Linked DNA regions of Mus musculus: region 1 is linked to region 2. A link is a contact called in public promoter capture Hi-C data. All regions are on one chromosome and are shown on one strand. The core of a region is the stretch at or near the end of the contact, and the rest is flanking DNA. Distances in the headings are between cores, read along the strand shown. Region 1 holds the start of Nnt (nicotinamide nucleotide transhydrogenase). Region 2 holds the start of Itga1 (integrin alpha 1).

Region 1 (4,737 bases), core at 843-3,342, 4.3 Mb after region 2:
AAGGGTCCAAAGCATTAGGAAGGTTGAAAACCAGCACTCTAGAGTCTAGGGAAAGCACCTGATCTAGCAAAAGAAGACAGTAAAGAGATTAGAGTATACTCTGGGTTGGAATCCGCTTCTCTACCTTTATCCAGATGTGTCCTTCTCAAATCACCCAGCTTCTCTGTCTTTAAGGTCAGAATTATAGTAAAAACCTACCTCATAAAGGTCTGAGGATTAAAGTAGCAAAGTGCCCTGATCACTGGTTTGTAGAGAGGATTAAAGAACTCAAGATCCTGGTGAGTTACTCCATTCACTTTGTTATTTTTCATGGCCCACTGCTTTGCATTAAACAGAGTAAGTCAGCTAATACTTTTTGACTGAACACTTAAATAACTAGGGCTGGGTATCCTGAGGCCATTCCACAATATATTTCTGAAACAGTTTCCAGACTCTTCCTTTGAAAATAAAAACTTTGTATAGCCTCGTAGAAAACTGGCCCTATCTGTTTGCTTATACTAGAATAATCCAAAACTGTCCCTTCAATAAATTAAAAAAAAAAAAAAAAGAAAGAATGAAAATGGAGCTGGGGTGGTAGCTCATGATTGTAAATGCCAGCATCGGAGAGGTTAAGGCAGGAGGAGCAACTCAAGTTCAAAGCCAGCCTAGGCTACACATAGAAGTTCGTTCAAGCCAGCCAAGGCTACAGACCGAGATCTTCCTCGTCTCGAAATAAAAAAGTATAATAAGAATAATAAAGTAAGAAAGGAAAAATAACCAAGATTTGCCCAAAAAAGGGGGTTCAGTGGGCAAGCAAGCCCCATGCCTCCAAAGTTTTCTAAGGACTGCACACTACCGTAGGACAAATAAAGGGCACCTGCAAGCATAAACAAAGTCATGCTTTTAAAAGCTAGGCATACCAACAAGGACACAATACCCTATCCTGGCAGGCAGCGTGACCTCTCCCAAAGCCACTGCAGCCATGGCTCCTGTCACAGGTGCTGCCCCTCCCTCAGCAACTAAACTGCCACCCTCTGGCACGTGCAGCTGGACCGCTATTTATAACCTCCTGTGGAAGCCCATTGGCTCTGGCTACATAGTAGTTATTGTGCCTCTCAAGTTTGAACCAGCTCTGGCCAGAACTACACCCTGACCTCTAATAGAGCCCACCGTGACTTACCAATCCAAACCCCTTTTTCTCAGTATTCAGAAACTACCACCAGTCAGCCCGGACCTACAGTCACATCTTTTCCTATACACCTAACTGGACACCCCGCCTGAACACTCTCAAAGTTCAAGTACAACTTAGGAGCGCCCAGCTGTCATTCTTCTAGGTAAACCATTCATCGAAAGTCCTCTACGACCTCTCTTCCAGTCCCTCTAAGGGCCAAAATGACTACGTACAACTTTTGCAGCCCTTGCCCCCACCCCACCCCCACCCCAGGATCCAAGATCTGCACCTGCACAGCTGTCACTTGCTTACTTTGTCTTCTGCCGGGACTCCGTTCCCACCTCTACCCTCTCACTCCTTTCCATGTCACCCCAATAGAACGCACACACAAAAGGAGCCCCGAGGCATATACCGCATTCCTTCTCCGTCAGTCTCCTGCAGGAGCCTCTGCGCCCCACTTGCTAGACACAGCCGACCCCGCCCCCCTGCTGCTCTCTCTCGGGTCCCCTTCGCCGAGGGACCGGGGATCTGCGCTGGCTGCCCGCCTTTTCCAGCAGCCCCTAGGCGCTGCAGGGCTGGTTGGCTCACCTGGACCGGCAGGCGGGACAGATGGCGACCCCGGGCTGCGAGCAAACGCCACGCCGAGCTAGCAGACCCGGGGTTGGCCCGCGGCGTTGTGCCTCCAACCCGGAAGAACAGCCCCAACTTTGAGGCGGCGGCGGCGACCACGTGACACAGGGCTGCCTAGACCCGGACCCGCGCCCCCTTTCGGCACCCCTTCTCCCCCTCCCCGAGCCTCCTGCCAAACCCGCTTGGCCCGATCGCCAGTCTGCAAAGGAGAAAAAGACTCCACCAGATGCACGCTTACAGCGCAGCAGCTGGTCCCCTCCGGGTGGCCGCTGAAGCCCCTTTGTCTCTGCCAGGGCCCCAGGCCCGCAGCCCCGCCCCCTTGCTCTTGCTCAATCGGCCTCTGTCAATCAAACCCGATGCCAAGCACTGCAACTCAAGTTTTTAGGAATTCGTACCTCTTCTTTCCCCCCAGGAGACTAAGTTACAAAGTGTGATTTCCTCACCGGTCTCCCAGCAGAGCAAATAAACGGATACTATAACTCCACTCTTGGGCCGGACTTTTCCTCTAACTCTCTAGGAAAAAAAAAAAAAAAAAATCCGAACTTCTGTAACTGGAGAAGACTTAGGCGGGAGGAAGCCGAGGGCGGGAATGGGGGCGTTGTTTTTCCATTCTGGACGGGGGTGGGGTTAAATTCCTCACAAACGAAGTCAAGGCCTGAAAATGAACACACACATGTGCATATTTGGCTTCAACAGCGAGGCCAGCCAAGAGGAAACCCTGCGCTACTATTAACATAGGCAGTGTCTAGAATGTAATTGTAGTTGACGTCCCTGTTAAGGTTCCTGATTAAGGAAATCAAAACATAACGACCTAGTTATTGGTTAGTGATTAGATTCTGTTACTTGCTCTGCAGGTACACTGATTAAACTTACCCAGCGCTGAGTCTAAAGGAAACGTCAGTGTAAGATTGTTTGTTTGCTTGCTTGCTTGCTTTTAATTTTTTTTTTAAGATTTATTTATTTATTATATGTAAGTACACTGTAGCTGTCTTCAGACACTCCAGAAGAGGGCGTCAGATCTTGTTACAGATGGTTGTGAGCCACCATGTGGTTGCTGGGATTTGAACTCCTGACCTTCGGGAGAGCAGTCGGGTGCTCTTACCCACTGAGCCATCTCACCAGCCCCTTGCTTTTAATTTAACTGAAATATTTTAACAGGCAGAAGAAAAAAAAAAAAAACAGACATTCAGTATCTTTTAAAAATAAGTGAACCACAGAGAACCCCTTATTTAGAGAATGCCTTGTGTTTTATACAGCAGAAAGGGTCATTGGGCTACTGGACTCCGCACAGCAATCTGGAGTAAACTCTTCCGGTGGCAGAAGAACTGGAAGGCAGGAAAGGACTCGGCCCGGTGTTTTAAAATAATAATCGTAAGTCAACAGATAGTAATACTGCAGGTACAATGAGGCAAGTCCTTAACCATTTTAAACTCTTTTGTGCTGCGGACTGTGTGGTAAGTAGTTCGGAGTTCACGTGCAAGGCTTTTCTACAATCAGCAAGTCTAGCCTTGAAGGGCATCTGCCTTCATACTCTATGTTTTCCAATGCTTTCTTTCTTAGTGTTGTTTTTGTTACTCCCCCTCCCCTCATTTTGAGTAGCATTCCCCTGTCCTGCTCCTTCCTCTGCCTCCTACCTCTCTAATGGAACTGTTCCACAATCATTTTTACACAGTGTTCTACCATCCCTCCTTCCTTAAGGGAACTCTCCACCCCACTGGCCCTTTTCTGGTTTCCTGACGTACTCCAAATACACAAAACTAATGAACTGAAGTTACCTTGCTCTTTATAATATTTCCAGTTTCACCCATTTAGCTGCAAGTTTCATAATTTCATTTTCCTTAATAGCTGGATAAAATGACATTCTGTACATATACCACATTTTCATTATCCATTCATTAGTCGATGTACATCTGGACTGATTCTGCTTTCTAGCTATTGTGTATAGATCAGCAGTGAACATGGATGTACAAGTGAGTGTCCCTGTAGGAGAATATAGATTCCTTGGTGTCTTAGCCAGTGTTCTGTTGCTGTGAACGGACGCCATGACCACGGCAACATTTATAAGAAAAATGATTTAATTGGAGCTTGCTTACAGTTCCAGAAGTTTAATCCATTGTCATCATGAAGGGAAGTATGGTGGCAGGCAGACAGAAGCAGCTGAAAGTTTTACATCTGGATCGGCAGACAGCCTGAAGAGCCAGACACTGGGTCTGGGTTGAGCTTTTGAATCCCCAAGGCCCACTCCCATGCTTCCTCCACCAAGGCCACACCTACTCCAAAAAGGCCACACCTCCTAATCCCTCTCAAGTAATGCCACTCCTTAATTCAAACTCGTGGCATTCAAACACATGAACCTATGGAGTTCACTTCTATTCAAGCCAACACACTTAAGGTACATGCCCAGAAGTGGCAAGGCTGAGTCATACTTCAAGGTCCTTGGAGGAACCTCCAGACTGATTTCTAGAGTGGCTGCACGAGCTTACACTCCCATCAGCAGTGTCTGAGGGTTCCCATTTCCCTGAATCCAGGTCAACATTAGGATACACAAATTAAATCCTGTCAAATGTAGAAGACTTTTAGGCCAACAGAGGTTTAAAGATAGTGTTATCTTCTAGAAAATTCATCAGGTCCAAAAACTGTAACATACCATTACATCAGCTTTAAAGTCTGAAAATCAAAGAGGTACCTAATAGTCAAAAAATTAAAGTGTAAACTGAAGCTGAGATGTGCTACTAAATGTTGTGTTTTACCCTGGTGCTATCTGTATTTTGATGTTAATTCTGGGGTTGTCCGCCAACAAAGAGTGATCTTATTGAGCCTTCTCCCCATTCTAACCGGTCAAATAAAGGCCAGAGCCTATGATTGGGCAGTGGAAGGGAAAGGTGGGACTGGGGGATCTCAAAAGGAGAGAGGAGTAGGAAGAGAGAGGACGGAGGAAGAGGAGGTGGAAACCTGTG
Region 2 (4,544 bases), core at 747-3,246:
TCCAGATTAACTGCTGAGTCCATGGTTTTTAAGTATGAGTAACTGATAAGGAAAAAGTCAAACCCGGGATACTTAATGCCTTGTGTCTTGTGGAATGGACATAAATACACTAAATATAAGGAACCTGTCCGCCCTGGGTCAACCATGCTCTAAATATTATACACTAATAACTGGAGCGTACTTTAGAAAAACCTGCCGATCGGCCTCTTTTAACTCTCATCTTGGATTCAGCAAAGCATGTCATACCAATGTATATGTGAAACTGTAGCTTTCTCATCCCCACCCCTCCTTTTAGAGAATATGGAAGTTTCGTTTGCACACTGACTGAATGGTTGGTAAAATGGGGAGGAAAAAAAAAAAAGATACAGCTTGAGTAATTAGTAAACAATTCCGATTTTGCAAAACATCAAGATACAATCTCTGAAAGTTAGGGTTGGAAGGGACTCACAAGCCAAGCTTGCATCAAGGGTCAATGCAGGAGCCGGTAGGTTAAAACCACTCCTTGGCCTAGAATGCTGTTTAGAAGTCACCACTGTTTGGATTCCTGGGCATTTCCTGAAGAGTGGGAAATGTTGGGATGAAAGCCCGTAGCTCGTTAACTGCCCACACCACTTTACTATGACAGAGGATGGGCTTATTAAAACTCCATTTGGAAGTGAATGTAAGGGTTCTCAGTGCTTAGCCGTCCACTGCAGGGTTAACTGGCCCTATGTAATAGTCCAATGTGAAATTAACTAGTTAGGCACGCCAACAGTGAAAACAATCAGGCAATTGAATATCATGTCCTGTTAAAGAAAGCTACTAATTGAAGAACTAAAGAAGTGATAAACTGTGCTTAAATCCTTTCACTTGGACACCAGCTCAGTTTCCCTCCCCAACTGGTAACTACAATAAAGGCTGTGAGCTTAGCTACTGTTAGGGAAATCGGAAATGTCCCCACATTTCTCTCAGTTGAATAGAACACTGCAGTATCTTTTAAGAAGGTACTGCACCTTCTTAAGAAACGCATTTGTATTTGAAAGACAGCACTGCGACATTTGGGTGCTAAACATTCAATTTCAAAATGTTCCGCCTCTTAGGAGCTAACGTAGAAACGTCATATTGGGACAAGAAGTAGATTTGTCTGGCATGCCTGTCTTTCCTTGTTCTTTGGCAGAGAAGGTCCTAAGTATTAAAAAGGAAGAAAATGCTATCAAGTTCACTTCTGAGCAACCCTAGGGCAGGAACTTTGCACACTAATCAGACGCCTCCGGTTACTCTCTCCCTTGCAATAATTCAAATGCCTAAAACACAACGCACAACTTAAAAACAACTTTAATTAGAAATGCCAGATGTACTTGGAAAGTTCTCAGCACCTCCTCCCTCACGCGGGCGCTACCTTCAGTCCTTTGAACTGACAGCTGTACCTGAGGTCCCCTCTGGTTTGCCCTTCTGCTATGTGTGTCACCCCTCACCAAAGCCCCAAGCCCCACCAGAGATGCTCAGGAAAGCAGGGTCGCTCACCGGTGAGAAGCCAGATGCAGGCTACAGTGACCTCTAGGCTAGCAGGACGCCTGGGGACCATTGCTGGAGTGGCTGCTGGAACCAGCGACGTACTGGTTCGTGGGCAGGAGCTGGCAGGAACAGGCAGAAGCCAGGCGCCGGCGACTTGCGCTCTGGGTCACTCGGTGCGGTCTCCGCGGGTGTCCGGCAGCGGCCCCAGCGGCTGCAGCGCCCTGGAGCGGTGGAAGAGTAATTTCCTGTGTTTTGGTCGAATGCTGCTAAGCCCGCTCCACGCTTCTCAGATCCCAGATGGATTGCCACATCTCCCGCCCCTTTGCGCTCAAGTCTCTGAAATCTCACTGGCAGCCACCCAGGCTCTGTCCGAGACATGGACAAATAAAGCCAACTTCGCGGGACCGTGTTTAGGCTAAAGTCCACAGGCAGCAGCAAAGCAAACCTTAAAGGGACATCTGCCTTTCACTGAGAGGGCGATCTTGCTTCACGAACCAAATCCCAAAGGTGGTTGGAAGGCGGGGCTGGACATTCAGGAGGGTGTCGCCAGTCTAGTAGCCCCGCCTTCGCACCCCAGGACTTCTCCCGGATCTGGGTAGAAAGGGTACTTTCAAAGTGCCCGGGCTTTTACTCCTTGCTGGGAGGCTGCTTTCCTGTGTCCAGCTGCGCAGAATGGATCAGACTCGCAAGGAAGTTAGCCCTTTTATGCTAGCGGACTCAGGAACTTGGCCTTGGAGCCTTCTCGCCTCCAGGCATCCTGGCCACCGGCAAGCTTCTCGGAGGGCTTTCCTTTAAGTTACAGAGAGCTTGCCTCTTTTAGAAGACTCCTGATTAAAGGCAGTTGTAGATAAAGGGTTTTGATGGGGAAATCACAGTAAGACAGCCAGGAAAAAGGGAGAAACTAGACTGGGGGTGGGGAAGGAAGAGTTAGGGAAAGGGGGTGGGGAGGAAGGCAGTCTCCCTTGAAATGGAATGTGGACTATTTTGTCTAAGCTAAATTAGGATGTTTGAACGTTGAGAACTTGCTCTAATAGAAGCCAAGGTATTGTTTTAGGTTTTGTTTAGTTTTCTCCTTCTCCTTCTCCTTCTCCTTCTCCTTCTCCTTCTCCTTCTCCTTCTCCTTCTCCTTCTCCTTCTCCTTCTCCTTCTCCTTCTCCTTCTCCTTCTCCTTCTCCTTCTCCTTCTCCTTCTCCTTCTCCTTCTCCTTCTCCTTCTCCTTCTCCTCCTCCTCCTCCTCCTCCTCCTCCTCCTCCTCCTCCTCCTCCTCCTCCCCCTTCTCCTCCTTCTCCTCCTGGCTTCCTGTGCCTGGTCACTCATGATCCCTTCTAGCTTCAACAAATATGTGTCATTTTCAAGTGGCTTAGCACTTTTGAGAATTTCAAAGAAGAGGAAGGAATGGATGAGTGGGGTTTGTGGTTAGAGCCCCTTGCAGAAATCAGTCCAAGTTAGCAAATACTGGGACATCCCTGTCCAGAGCAGGACAAAGTAGGAGAAGGGTGCCACCCAAAGGAGGACCCACTGTCTAGACTACAAGGCAGGGAGCATAGATAGGGACTGGGAGTGGGGAGGGCTGAAGAAGCACACAGGTATCACTAAGTAAACTGCCAAATAGAGAAATACAGAAGCGACAAGGGGAAAGGACAAATGTTAAAGAAGTCTGGTGGCACACGCCTTTAATCCCTGCACTTGGGAGGCAGAGGCAGGCGGATTTCTGAGTTCGAGGCCAGCCTGGTCTACAAAGTGAGTTCAAGGACAGCCAGAGCTATAGAGCTATATAGAGAAACCCTGTCTCAAAAAAACAAGAAGAAGAAGGAGGAGGAGGAGGAGGAGGAAGGAGGAGGAGGAGGAGGAGGAGGAGGAGGAGGAGGAGGAGGAGGAGGAGGAGAAGGAGAAGGAGAAGGAGAAGGAGAAGGAGAAGAAGAAGAAGAAGAAGAAGAAGAAGAAGAAGAAGAAGAAGAAGAAGAAGAAGAAGAAGAAGAAGAAGAAGAAGAAGAAGAAGACGTCTGAATGTCAAGAATAGGGTGAGCTATTCGGGCGTGGTGGCATATGCCTGTTATCCCACCACTGGACAACCTGAGGAAGGAAGGCTTCAGATTCAAGAGGCGCTTGGGCCCCAGAGTGAGACCATGTCTCAAAATAGACAACACACACACACATGAGAGAGAGAGAGAGAGAGAGAGAGAGAGAGAGAGAGAGAGAGAGAGAACAAACAAAACGGTGAGGAGGACTCTGAGGTCACAGGGTACCTAACCGAATTACCACAACCATTAGTCCATTAGCAAAGAATTCCCTTTCTGTGGTGGTTTGAATATCCTTGGCCCACGGGAAGTGGCACTTTTAGGAGGTGTGGCCTTGCTGGAATAGGTGTGACCTTTTTGTAGGAAGTGTGTCACTGTATGTCACTGGTGGTGACCTTTGAGGTTTCTAAAGCCCCTTTCCCACTTAGCTCCCTCTGCCTTGTGATTGGGGCAGTTGAAAGCTCTCAGCTACTGCTCCAACATCACTCCTGCCTGCCTGCTGCATGAACCCTGCCTTTATGGGCAAGAACTCTAACCCACTGAAACTGTAAGCCTCAGTAAACCCATTCTTCTGTAAATCACATTGGTTCAGGTGTTTTATCACAGCAGTAGAAATATAACTAATACAGTTGATAATTCTGGTGAATAGTCTTAAAGAGAAACACACACACACACATGCATTTTACACTGAAGTTTGTGTTGGGCCTCATCTAATATACTGTAAAACCACCAAAGTTCTGGAGTTAGGTTGCATCGATGCCAGCTCATAGCAATCATAGCACTGTAGCTGTATAACATGGAAGAATAGCCTAGGTTTTCTTCTCTCTCTCTTTTTTTAATTTATTTATTATCCTACATAAGTACACTGTAGCTCTCTTCAGACACCAGAAGAGGTCATCAGATCCCATTACAGATGGTTGTGAGCTGCCATGTGGTTGCTGGGATTTGAACTCATGATGTCCGGAAAAGCAGTCAGTGCTCTTAACCACTGAGCCATCTCTCCAGCCTTAGCCTAGGTTTTTCTAATGATGA

What was found. Promoter capture Hi-C pulls out the DNA fragments that hold promoters and counts their contacts.
Region 1: a contact with region 2 is called in a promoter capture Hi-C map of liver, with 5 times the contacts expected there. The contact joins the promoter of Nnt here to the promoter of Itga1 in region 2. A contact is called at or near these places in 2 of 39 promoter capture datasets (liver and pre-B cells).

Annotation. Positions count from the first base shown.
Region 1 is chr13:119,407,165-119,411,901 of GRCm38.p6, forward strand. Nnt (nicotinamide nucleotide transhydrogenase) reads right to left here and starts at 2,093. Exons shown (of 17, transcript NM_001308506.1): 1 at 1,739-2,093.
Region 2 is chr13:115,099,968-115,104,511 of GRCm38.p6, forward strand. Itga1 (integrin alpha 1) reads right to left here and starts at 1,997. Exons shown (of 29, transcript NM_001033228.3): 1 at 1,504-1,997. The coding sequence starts at 1,564.